3 separate regions of the Mus musculus genome follow, and all the other regions are linked to region 2. Evidence: chromatin contacts called from public HiChIP or PLAC-seq data. All regions are on one chromosome and are shown on one strand. Each heading gives the region's core, a stretch centred on a gene start, on an enhancer-like site or on the middle of the called end of the contact. The rest is flanking DNA. Distances are from core to core; before and after follow the strand shown. Region 1 overlaps Foxn3 (forkhead box N3). Region 2 holds the start of 1700064M15Rik (RIKEN cDNA 1700064M15 gene). Region 3 overlaps Tdp1 (tyrosyl-DNA phosphodiesterase 1).

What was found. HiChIP or PLAC-seq counts read pairs in DNA pulled down with a chosen protein or histone mark.
Region 1: a CTCF HiChIP or PLAC-seq map of CD8 T cells shows a contact between it and region 2, with 6 read pairs. The contact joins the enhancer-like site here to the promoter of 1700064M15Rik in region 2. A contact is called at or near these places in 1 of 15 datasets of contacts at CTCF or cohesin (CD8 T cells), 5 of 484 Hi-C or Micro-C datasets (CD8 T cells, Th1 cells, muscle stem cells and 2 more), 4 of 115 datasets of contacts at active chromatin or transcription factors (embryonic basal ganglia, memory CD8 T cells, microglia and 1 more) and 2 of 9 other capture datasets (embryonic stem cells and pancreatic islet).
Region 3: a contact with region 2 is called in an H3K4me3 HiChIP or PLAC-seq map of stem cell-derived neural progenitor cells, with 23 read pairs. The contact joins the enhancer-like site here to the promoter of 1700064M15Rik in region 2. A contact is called at or near these places in 1 of 15 datasets of contacts at CTCF or cohesin (large pre-B cells), 3 of 484 Hi-C or Micro-C datasets (the Ba/F3 cell line, embryonic stem cells and nephron progenitors) and 2 of 115 datasets of contacts at active chromatin or transcription factors (embryonic stem cells and stem cell-derived neural progenitor cells).

What each region holds. Positions count from the first base shown.
Region 1 is chr12:99,324,915-99,328,403 of GRCm38.p6, reverse strand. The region is part of intron 3 of Foxn3 (forkhead box N3); the gene reads left to right. It overlaps Gm46371 (a long non-coding RNA gene), which reads left to right. Exons shown (of 2, transcript XR_001780668.2): 1 at 1-3,489. Among named protein-coding and RNA genes, the nearest start is that of Gm46371, 4.0 kb to the left of the region's middle. Within about 2 kb of position 2,118, at least 40 of the 459 cell types and tissues checked have an H3K27ac peak or open chromatin away from gene starts, as enhancers often do. A contact at or near this core is called in CD8 T cells and microglia, where this site is marked.
Region 2 is chr12:99,626,672-99,630,597 of GRCm38.p6, reverse strand. 1700064M15Rik (RIKEN cDNA 1700064M15 gene) reads left to right here and starts at 2,624. Exons shown (of 2, transcript NR_045288.2): 1 at 2,624-2,992.
Region 3 is chr12:99,901,225-99,904,931 of GRCm38.p6, reverse strand. Tdp1 (tyrosyl-DNA phosphodiesterase 1) reads right to left here. Exons shown (of 16, transcript NM_028354.5): 6 at 2,550-2,584. Among named protein-coding and RNA genes, the nearest start is that of Tdp1, 19 kb to the right of the region's middle. Within about 2 kb of position 1,766, at least 83 of the 459 cell types and tissues checked have an H3K27ac peak or open chromatin away from gene starts, as enhancers often do. A contact at or near this core is called in stem cell-derived neural progenitor cells, where this site is marked.

The sequences.
Region 1 (3,489 bases), core at 869-3,368, 300 kb after region 2:
TGAACTCTGAGCCAAAGATCAACTTTTCCTTCCTTAAGCTACTTTTATTAGGTATTCCATAGGCAGGATGAGCCTGTGACACCGAGGTAGAAACTGGCAAGGCATAGCCAAAATAGGGGCCACTGGAAAGAGGAGGGCCACTGGAAGGAGGGCCTTGAAGGATGTTGGGAAGGGACTAGAAGGAAAAGACAACTTGAGCAGGTGGTGAAGGAGGACCCTAGGGGACGGGGAGGAGTGAGTGGGGTACACTCATGTTGCAGGGCGCCTCCAGTTTAGAAAAGCTGGAAAAGCAGGTGTAGGTGGAGTCAGGACAGATCATACTGTATTTTCTCAAAATGACTTGGTTTTTATGATTTAAGAGTTATTTATATTGACTTTAGTAAAAGAAAGAGTCGAAGTCCACTGCATCCAAAGGCTTTCTTGTTCTTGAACGCCACCATTGGAATCCATCTTGTTTTCTTCATCCTGCAGAATAAATGTTCACACATTTTTCTTGTAGTTCTTTATGTATGGAAAATTGACGAGGGCTAACCACTTTTGGATTTGAGTATTTTTTTTTTAAAATCATTGTGGGTAAAGCAATGTATTTTGCTACCACTCATCAAAAAGAAAGTGTCTCTAAGCAGGAGCCCACATTGTACGTACACACACACACACACACACACACACACACTGATCAGATGATCTAAGGCACAGTGTGGCACACTCAGGATCAAGCAGTGACTGTCTTATAAAACTGAATGGCTGCCTGGCTTCCATGGATTCGCTTCTAACAGTTAGAATAGGCCTTAACGTTGGAGGTCTGCTAAGACAAGAATTGGAGTCTGAAAGGAGATGCACCGTACAGTCCTTTTGGTTTGTGTATGCCACATCAAGCCAGCTGCCTGGGGGACAAAACACAACAGGTCCGAGGCTCTTTTCAGTCACCTCAGCAGAAGTGTTGCTAACGAGAGAATTATCTGCAATTAACGTGGCAGGCCATTGGCTCCTTCTCAGTTACTTTTGGATTTTTGCTGTTATTCCTTCCCAGTTTTTTTTTTTAAGTAAATTTGATAAATATATATTAAAGGTTGAAACCTAACCTTTCCATGTATGTAAGTGTGTATTGTAAAATAATGCTCACAATCAGGCTAATTAATGTTTCCCCCTCCCGTGTGTGTGTGTGTGTGTGTGTGTGTGTGTGTGTGTGTGTGTGTGTGTGTGTAAAGCTTAAGGCCTACACACACTTAACAGACTTAAGTTTATAGATGTTATTAGCTGTACTCACCTTTTTGCATGTGAGATCTTAAATCTCTCATCATAATTCCAAGTTTGCATCCTGCAACTGTTTTCTCCCACCTGCTCTGGTGTCCTTTCCAAACAGTCGCTGCCCTGGTCCTCGCTTCTGGACTTTTCAGCCACGGTGTCCTAAATCTTTAGTGGGTTTTTATTTGATCTGATAATCTCCATTTTATTTTGTTCCGAATAGAAATTTGTTCTTAAAAGGAAACAGATTAGTGTTTCAACTGTGGATAGGAGTGGGTGCTGTGTATCTTTTGGGAGGTGCAGCTCCTACGGTTTGTGCTTATTTCTGTTTCTTGCAAAGGAAAACCCATGCTAAGATTTTTCGTCCCACATCACAGAATTGCTGGAGTTGACAGGACTTTTCCGTGACCCAGTGTAGAGCTCCCCAAAGGGCTTGGTAGGACCACCTGCAGTAGACATTGGGATGCCCCTTTTGATTTTATGTGACTCTTTTCATGGTCAAAAATTGGGGGGAGTGCAACTCACGGTGTTTCTTTGTAGTACTAGAGAGTTCTCTACTTTACGAAACTGATACTTTAAAAAGTGATGGTACCCTAGTTATTAGCATAGTCTAAGGGATACCAGTTTGGAAGAAAACAAATACCTAAAATAGCGTGTCTTAAGTAATTTGTCACTCTGTGGTGGCGGTGAGATCAGTTTAGTGCCTGGGACTCTCTCTCTTTCCGAGAAATAATGGAGTCGGCAGCAGCAGATGTTGAGAGCTCGCTCACCGTAGGGCAGGGTTTTGTGCACCTTGAGTTTCAGTTATGTCTGTGTGCTTGTGTGAAGTCAGTCAGAACGAAACATCTATTTCTTACTCCAGAAGACAGCCAAAAGTTTCTGGAGAACACCAGTCTAATTCACTTCCTCTTTACATGGAAAAACACTTGAGTCTCCTGTGGGGGTTATGATCACTTGCAGAGGTCGACCAGAGAATCTGAGGCTTTTATCTTCTCTCTCCCCCTTCATTCAGCACACTGGCTAAGTACACTTAACACCTTGTTAAACGACATCAGTGCTGGTGCAAACAACCCAGAGGCCATCCGTAGGTGGTCAGGCAGAATGTGCACGGGGAAGCACTAGTCAGCCTTAAAAAGGACGTGCCGCAACGTGGATGAGCCGTGGAGACACTGTGCTAAACAGCCTAAGGAAGCCCGTCACAGAAATCTCCTCTGTAATTTTCTGTTTGGGATGATGCTCTGGAGACAGATAGGGGTAGAGTTGATTACACAATAGGAATGTCCCAACCGTCACCTAGCTGCACTTAAAAAAAAAAAAGTTCAGATGGCAGCTTCATGTTATGTATGTTTTAGCACCCTCCCTGGAAAAGGCACAAAGATTTTGTTTTGCGTTTTAGCACCCATCCCTTCCTTTGGTTCCACCCCTTTAGGGGTGCAGGTCCAGACAAGAGGATGCAAACAAGACAGGTTCCTTCCTCCTAGGGACCCCCAGAGCGCAGCATCCAGGGGCAGCCTTAAGGCTGGAATTCTCTGCCCACATCTCCACAGCTTGTCAGGCTGAGCCATGGTCTCATCTGCACTAGCGGTCATGATTGCAACCGTTTGTGTAGCGGTTCTCTTAGTTTCTCCATCCTTTGGGTGATGTTTTGCCCTAACCAGTAGACAAATGGCCGTAATCTCCGTTTATTCTTCCTTTTATAAGCTCTGCAGGCACTCTTGCAAATAGCAGCTGAGATGGCAGGTTCCTGGGCCTGAGTCACTTAGAGTGATTTCTCTGCAGATCCATCTCTGCTTTTGCCCTACTTTGAGATTGAGAATCAAAATAACTGGATGAACAGAAGTAGGCAGGGGCAACAGGCTCCTGGAAGTTGGATGTGTGTCTTTTCTCTGAGCCGAGTAACATGTTTGAGACTTTAATACAAAGCAGTTTCTGTGTGCATAAAGTTACCACAGCTTGGAGTCACCTGCCGGCCTTGAGGATTTTGGATACTTTCTTACTGCAAGCACTTCTTTGCTTTTGACCCCCCTCCCCCTCTACCAACCAGGTCTGTGTTTCCAGCAACCCTGCCAGAACCTCCGTAGCCCCCAGATCTTCCTCAATACAAAGCGCCCCCTTTGGCTCTGCCAGTGGTTACTGGGAGCTAAGGAGCTTCAGACATCATTTGTTACATTGAGACTGCCGTGATAATGACTTTGGAACTCCTAGCTTGCCTGTGGGGGTCTTGGGTCGACTCTCGTCTTTCCT
Region 2 (3,926 bases), core at 1,375-3,874:
GATGCCAGAATTACTGCATTTTGCTTTGAGATGGCCGTAAACCTACAGGATGGGGTGGGGGAGCTGATATTGTAGTTAAAAATCAATGTGTTTGGGTTGGGATTGTGATATTTAATCTTCATAGTCATTCCAATTGTATTTAGACTCACCTAGCGGACACATCTCCGGGCGTGGGTTCAAGTGGCTTCCAGAGCTATTCAACTGAGGAAGACCCGTTCTGAATGTCAGCAGTGGCAGCATCACACAGACTGGAATCTCAAACTGAATAAGGACGGAAGGTAGACCCTGGAATCCAGCTCCTCCCACCCCCAATCCGCTGATCCCTGACTACAAAGGCCATGTGGCTTCCTCTTCATGCCCCCACTGCTATGCTTTCCCCACTATGACCAACAGGACTGTCAAACTGCACGCTTCAGTTGTTCTGTCCGGCACTTTATCCCAGCACTGAGACTAACACAAGGCACCATCCTTCAGGATGCAGTATATGCCTAAAGCCACTCGCTCCTATTTAGCGTTTCCACTGAGTTGGATACCTGGGCCTTAAGGACAAGGGCAGCCTGGCTCACTGTCGCTCCCAGTGGTCCTCCTGGAGGCTGTATGCTCCTCTTCCTTACAAGGCTCTAGTTCATTGAGGGAGGTGTTTTGTACTAAGGGATGTGTAAGGAAATCCAATTAAGAGCTACAGCCCATTTTGCACTCTGAAAGCAGAGACTGGTTACCATACTGTCAGAAGAAACCAACCCTGAGGAGGAGGCAGGACTACTGACACATGAAGGGACAGGAAGGCAGATGCTGATACTCAGCTAAACCACCAGGGTGATACTAGCTTCCTCCATACCCAGGCTGAACTCAAAATAAGCCAGTTGGAGCAACCACTGTGTAACGGAGACATGGTTGCAAAGAGCTCTGATTTCTCAAGGAATCGGTGTCGGCTCACTTGGTCAACCGAGCTCAGTGTTGGCTCAGTCAGACTGAGCCACCTGGCTTAGCAGAGGGCTCTTAGAAGACGATAGTAATTGGGTAGATCGATATTAGTTATTGCTTTGGACCAACTGTAGAATCAGTGGCTATGGTTTAATCTCACTAAATCTGTCACCAGTTAGAACCTTGAATAATTTGTGGCAGAGTGGAATAGACTTACCTTGTGGGGTGGAGGGGTGGGGGTGGCGAGATAGACTGTAATGGGTGCTATAGGTAGTCTCTTCCCATCCTGCCAGGTCCCACCCAGCCCCCGAGTGTTTAGATGCTTTACTGCTCACATCTCGGACTTCCAACTTCCGACAGAGGACTTCCTTTCTTTATTTTACAATAGTTAATTCATCCTGGCCCAGCCAAGGTCCCAGAACACTAGGTGTTTATGCTCACAAGGTTCCATGCAGCCAAAGATGGCTGCAGGGATGGAGGCGGGGCTGGGGTGAGGGAGAGAGAAAACTAACAATGGTTGTACAAGGGATACCCTTGCTGTGAAATGGATGCTTTGGGTCAAGCTGTGGCTGGATCTTCACCTTAAATTATTACTCTTTAGCTTGGCTCCTCACCACTCCCCCTATAATAGTTTCTGCTGGAAGCACTTCCTTAATAAATAGCTTGCACACATATCCATGACAACCCAACAGTTCCCTAGGAAAAATAAATAAATGATAAATAGGTAAACTTTGTGGACATAGTTTAGTAGAAAACAATTTTTTACACCCCTCCTTCCAAGGATCTACCCCAACACGGGATAACCACAACCAGCGAGTCAGTCTTTGGTTACCATTTTCTCTCTTTACTAAGAATTTCGAGTTTCTCATTGTGCCAGGAGTACTTTACAGACAGGGACATCTGCAAATTATCAGGGATGCATCCCAGTGTAAACCGTTTGTCCAAAGGTATTTTGGCCATCTCTGATTTCAAGTTCTCAATCCTCTTGTCAGACCTTGTTCCAGACAGCATGTCCCAGTTGGTGTGGGTATGCGTGCTTGGACAGCAGAGAGAATGGGGGTCTAGCCAAGAGGCAGCCTAGGGGGAAATTTGAGCAATCTAAAAAAACTGGACCTCATGAGTATCCTGTCCCATCCACCCAGCTGTTTGACCTTGGCTACACTTTATGTTAAATGAATTAACTAACCTCTATATCATAAGATTTTTATTTAAAAGAATTAGATGACATACAGAAAGTGCTTTGCACATCTCCTGGTTGAACGCAAGACATGGATCCGGCTAGAGAGGAAAGAACAGTGGGTTAGGAAGCCTTCCAGGGACTTTAGGGACTTTTAAATCAGATCAAGTGAGGACAGACGAGGAGGGAGGGGAGAGGAAACAAAACAGAGGTGTTTCCTCCCCAGAAAGGGCCACATTGCTCCTGGGTCAAGGAAAGTGGACCTCATGAGGGCCAGGAAGGGGCGACTCTCTCCAAAGGAAGAAGCTCTGAGACACTGGGCCACCACGTGGCCGTCAACCCTACCCCCACCTCCACCCCCCACCTCAGTCACCACCAGGCAGAAGTAGGTGAAGGGTGGAAGCCCAGAGACCGCGCCGCGGAGGCGGACGCCCGCTGCAGGTCTCCTAGCAACGCCCGCCCCGCCCCGCCGGGCTTGGAGCGCCGGCGCCCGAGAGCGGGGACCGGCAGGCCATGGTTGCCATGGCAGCGCAGCCGCCGCGCCTGATGCTGGCGGCTTCTGCGAGAAGCTCGGGCCCTGAGCCCCGTGTGGGCGGCCCGGCGGCAGCCCCAGCTCGCCCAGAATGGCCCAGCCACCGAGTCGCCCCTCCGGCGTAGCCGGATCCCGTGCTCCGGTCCACGTCTACGGGGGCGGGTCACGGCTTGGAGACTTTCAGTTCCTGGGGACCGAGTTGATCTTCCCGGCAATGTCTAAACTCGGCAGAAACGTGCGTGCGCGCTCCCTCACGCGCACACACCAGCGGCCTTGAGGCTGTGCTTCTTTTACGCAAATGTTTTCTCCTGAAAGACTTTTTTTTTTTTAAGTCTAAGAAAGAGTATATGCAGAAAACGGTGAGGCTTCCAAATTCTGTCTTCGAAAACAACGTTGAAATAAATGATCCATTTCTTAAGGGCCATTTTAAAATCGAAAATGTCCGTATACTGGATTCTGAATCCGGACTGGCAATCTGCAGTGGGCTTCACCCGGAGAATCCGGTTAGAGGTTTTAAAATTTAAACCGTTTACACCACCCCACTCCGCCCCTTGCTAGGGCAATAGTCTCGCTAGGGCAGGAGAAGCCACTCGCATATACAAAGCTCATTCTCTGGCTTGAGAGTATTTTTAACTGAGGCGGAGTCAGTCACGTGTTTGTGATTTTAATCAAATTGACAAGGGCTCTGAACAGGAAAAGCTTGCCATCTAAATTCGAACACAACGTTAGGGACATAGTGAAGCAGCCTCTTTGGTCTTGTTTGAATCAGAGCTTTTCACATCTTAATGTTCTGCATATATTTTCCTCGATCCACTGCAACTGGAAAATTTAAATGAAAGCCTATTTCTTAGATTCATTTTTATGGTAAATGTCTCTGGGCTGAGATTATGCATATTCTCGATCAACAAGAAACCCGAGCAGCAATCACCGGGAATTGAGCACCTTGCTGATTGAGCAACACTTGAACCTGGAGGCATGAACAGCCCTAATCTCAAAGTGAAAATCCTTCACGGTATATTTCAAAAGAATATTTACAGCTAACCTTTTCCACTCCGAAGGATCATTCACTTGCAACTTTCTTACCCATCGCTTTGTCAGAGTAATCGCTTTTAAAAACTACTTTTTACCGATTTTTTTAGTTTGTAGCTGGTGAGATGATCATATAAAAAGTATTTATGGGGACGCAGATGAAATGACTCAGCAGGTAAAGGTATTTGCCGTGCGAGCCAGACAAGTCAGTAGGACCCCTGGAAGCCATATAAAGATGGAAGGAGAGGACGCAGGCCCAGGTGC
Region 3 (3,707 bases), core at 517-3,016, 280 kb before region 2:
GAGACGTCTCGCAGCCACACGCTACTGACAGAGCAAAGCATTTTCACTTTACACAAGTGCAGAGCCTGAGCTGGAGGAAAAGGACTATCTGAGTCACAATGAGCATGAACTCACACATGCCCACAAGCCAGGGCACTGTGTGTACTGACATGGCTGGAGGTGGGATGGTCAAAATTTTCAGTACTAGAAAGTGAGTGGGAGATGCGGCCTTGGTGAGACAGAGGAGCAGCTGGAGCAGTAGGCGGGAAGCATGCCCCTCCCTGCAGGCTATGGCTGGCTCCTGCTTACATGAGGACATTGTCCATTCAGCTGCTTTGTTTCTCCCTATTGATCTCAGAGCCCTCAGAGGTACTGCCCAACTCTGGGGCAAACCAGAGAACTTTCCCATTCTAAAGCATTGTGTGACACATCATGCCTGGAACCACTGTGCACCCTGGAGATGCTGGACAGACCACATCTGTAGATGGAGTGAAATCCTGACTATTTCTATTGTGCCCTGTGCGTGGTACCCAGCCAATGCCTGGTCAGTACATCGCTCAGGTGTGTGTCACCCCAGAACCTGCCTCACAGTGACTGTTGTCCCTGCTGGCTGGGAGGAGAGTTGTTATCACATCACTGTGAGCTGAGGCTTTCCCCTTCTCTATCTCCCATGCTTCGTGCTCTCACTCAGAGGTGAAAAGCTACAAGGACAAGGATGACCGACTTGAGACTCAGTGACATTACAGGGATTGCTTGGATAATTTTCGGCGAGGTAGGATCTCACGTAGACTGTCCTTGAACTCCTGCTTCTAGCTCGGCCTCCTAATTTTTAAAATAATAAACTAAAATCTCCAGACATGATCTCAATCCTTTACAAGATCCTGATGTTCCAGCAAAAACGTAAACCCTGGATACTCTCTGGCTGGGGAGGGTTCCACTCCACTGACGTCTCTGGATTGTGAGCTATTAGATTTAACCTACAGAATGTGCATGTGTGAGCTGCTCTAAGGAGCAAGGGTTGAACGGGGCCAAGGAAATAATGAATCAACTGTAGCACTGAGCAAACAAGAACAAATTAAAAACTAAGGTTAAAAATGATCTCTAGCCCCATGTTCATCCCCAAGGAACGTAAACTCATTTATCCTAGGTCTCTGCTTTCCGGTGTGTGATATTAAAAGAACCAAATAATTTTGATATGATTAAACAAAGGGGAGCTTCCCCTTTGCTCCTTCCCTGCTGCATTCACAGGGAAGCATCACCAAGCCAGCGTCTGAGGCAGTCTTCTGACCCCGCAAGTCTCTCCCGGGGGTGACAGCATGACCGACAAGCTCTCCATTGCTTGCTAGCCCAGAGGGACATCGGAACTTTTCCCCTGTGAAGCTCATTACACAGCGCAGACCACGTGCTCAGCACAAGAATCGGGCACCAGTGGCCCAACAAATCATACCGGGGCCCAAATGGTGACAGGGCTGGCAGAGGGCCTTCTAGAATCAAGAATGTATTTATCCTGGGGTCTCAGCTAAGGGCGAGAGACAAGGATTTCCTGTGTGGTGCTTTGCATTAAGGCTAAGCTGCCCCCACTGACAGCAATCTGTATTCTGAGCTGAAATTGGCATCTTGTGTGCTCAGAGCTAGAAAATGAGTATTTTATGCATGAGTCAGTACTTGAGTTCACTCTAAATTCTCTTTTGTCCCTTAGTGGACAAAAGCTACCAATTAGGGGTGGCCTGTAGATGTTACCCAGGACAAGTCAGAGAATGGAACTATCACTTCGTGCCTAACTGCTTCCAGTCTGGCTCCTTTTCACAACAGACTGGCAAAAATACTGCTGTATGCACACAGAGAGAAAGGCAGCCACAATACTGTCACTTTCCATCTCAGCTTCAGCAGGAAGCAGCGTCAGGCCAGACCGAGGACGGCCACTACCCCTAGCACACTGCTTCCTCTCTGGGGGCAGCAAGGCCCAAACTTCCACTCCTGGATTAAAAGAGAGAACAGCCATCTTCTGTCACAGTCTTTTGCCAAATCCCCTCAAGAGAAATGTGATTTGTAAAAATATTAAAGTAAAGACAACTGCATTTTGTTGTTTTTTCCACTTGAAAAGCCGAATAACCCTAAAAGTACTTGGTGAGAGGCTATGAAACTAAGTTAAAAATAAATCGAGCTGTCACTGGCTCACGTGAGAGGAAGAGGTGGGCCAATTTCTCCTGAGCCATCTCAGAGGAGTTCACTGGAGCCTTGCAGACTGGCAACTTTCCATAAAATCAGTTTTCCTTTATCAGAGTATGGGGCTGACTAATAATAGACTATTCAATGTAATTCATTCTTGCCAAATGACAGAACTTTTAAAAGCAGGTCTGTCACAAGCCCTGACTTAGCACGCAGAGTTGTCTATGACCACAGAACTACTCTTGAATTCTGTCTGCCAATGGCCTTGGCAGATGTCCTAAGCAATAGGCAGAGGCCTCCGAGGCACAGATCACACGCTTCCATGCTGACAGAGAGCTCCTTGATTATGTCCTTTGACCAATTAAAACCATACCTTCCCCCACTTCATAAAAGTTGCTTACGTGTGGTGTGTTCCAAATGCAATATCCAACTTTGCCTAGGATAGGAAAAAAGTAATTTATTTTAAAAAGTTGCACTTAAATGCTTAATTTTCCTGTCTACCGAAAATTAAATGGGGAAGGGAACAAGGCAACTCTTTAAAAACAAAACAAAACAAAACAAAACAAAACAAAACAAAACAAAACAAAACTGTTTGACTGCCCTCTATTGGACAAACAGAACACAGCTTTTATTACAGTATGCAGCAGGCTCATTTAAAATACTTTGGTTGGGGGCTTGGGGGTGGGGTGGGTGTTACCTAATATGATTTAATACATATTACATTTTTAATTACAGAAGTTATAAGTGGGAAACCTAATCTTTTAGTTGCCAAAAAATATAAATGTGATCCCAAACAAAGTTTTAAATAAGATATTTGGCTCCCAAGAAAGTTAGCATGAACAGAGTTTTAAGAACAGATTTAAACAGCATGGAATTGGTGGCAACATAAAGACATCATGATGCTAAGTTGAAAGAGAAAGTTTCATACAAAGGCAGCAGAAGCTGGAGATAAACACCGCCAAGCCCACCTTGTAATCCAGAATGAGTTTTATAAGTGCCGGTATGTCGAGGGTAAACATTTTATCTAACATCTAGCACAAGAGACCCAAGTCAAGCAGGATATGCCAGAAAGAATGGCTATGGAACAAACAAGTCGCTGAGTGATCAGTTTAGGAATACACTGCCTGGCCTCAAATCCTGCCTCACAATTTGCCTGACTTTGGAAAATAACTTATGTTCTATGACTTTGCTTTTGCCTGATTAAAGTGGGCTATTGTTATGAGATTTAGTTGTTAGGGAGAATGAGAAAATATGCCTAAGTGCTTAGGAAAGAGGTCTTTTGTTGTAAGCAATACATCTATGTAAACAGTGTCCTTTCCCAACCATAGGATGGAAGGATGGGACTGGCTGCCAGGGGAGACATGGACAACTGGACTATGAAGTGGGTAGCAGGCAGTCTGCAGAGGCTCCTAGCAGACCCACGAAGCTTGGGGAAATACATGAGGACCAGCATGCATTTGTGCTGTTTGACTAGAGAAGAAAGTTAGGAACTGTATTTCACATCTGTAAAACTACACAATCATTTTACCAGCTCATTTTTAACTGAGAAAGCACAGTGG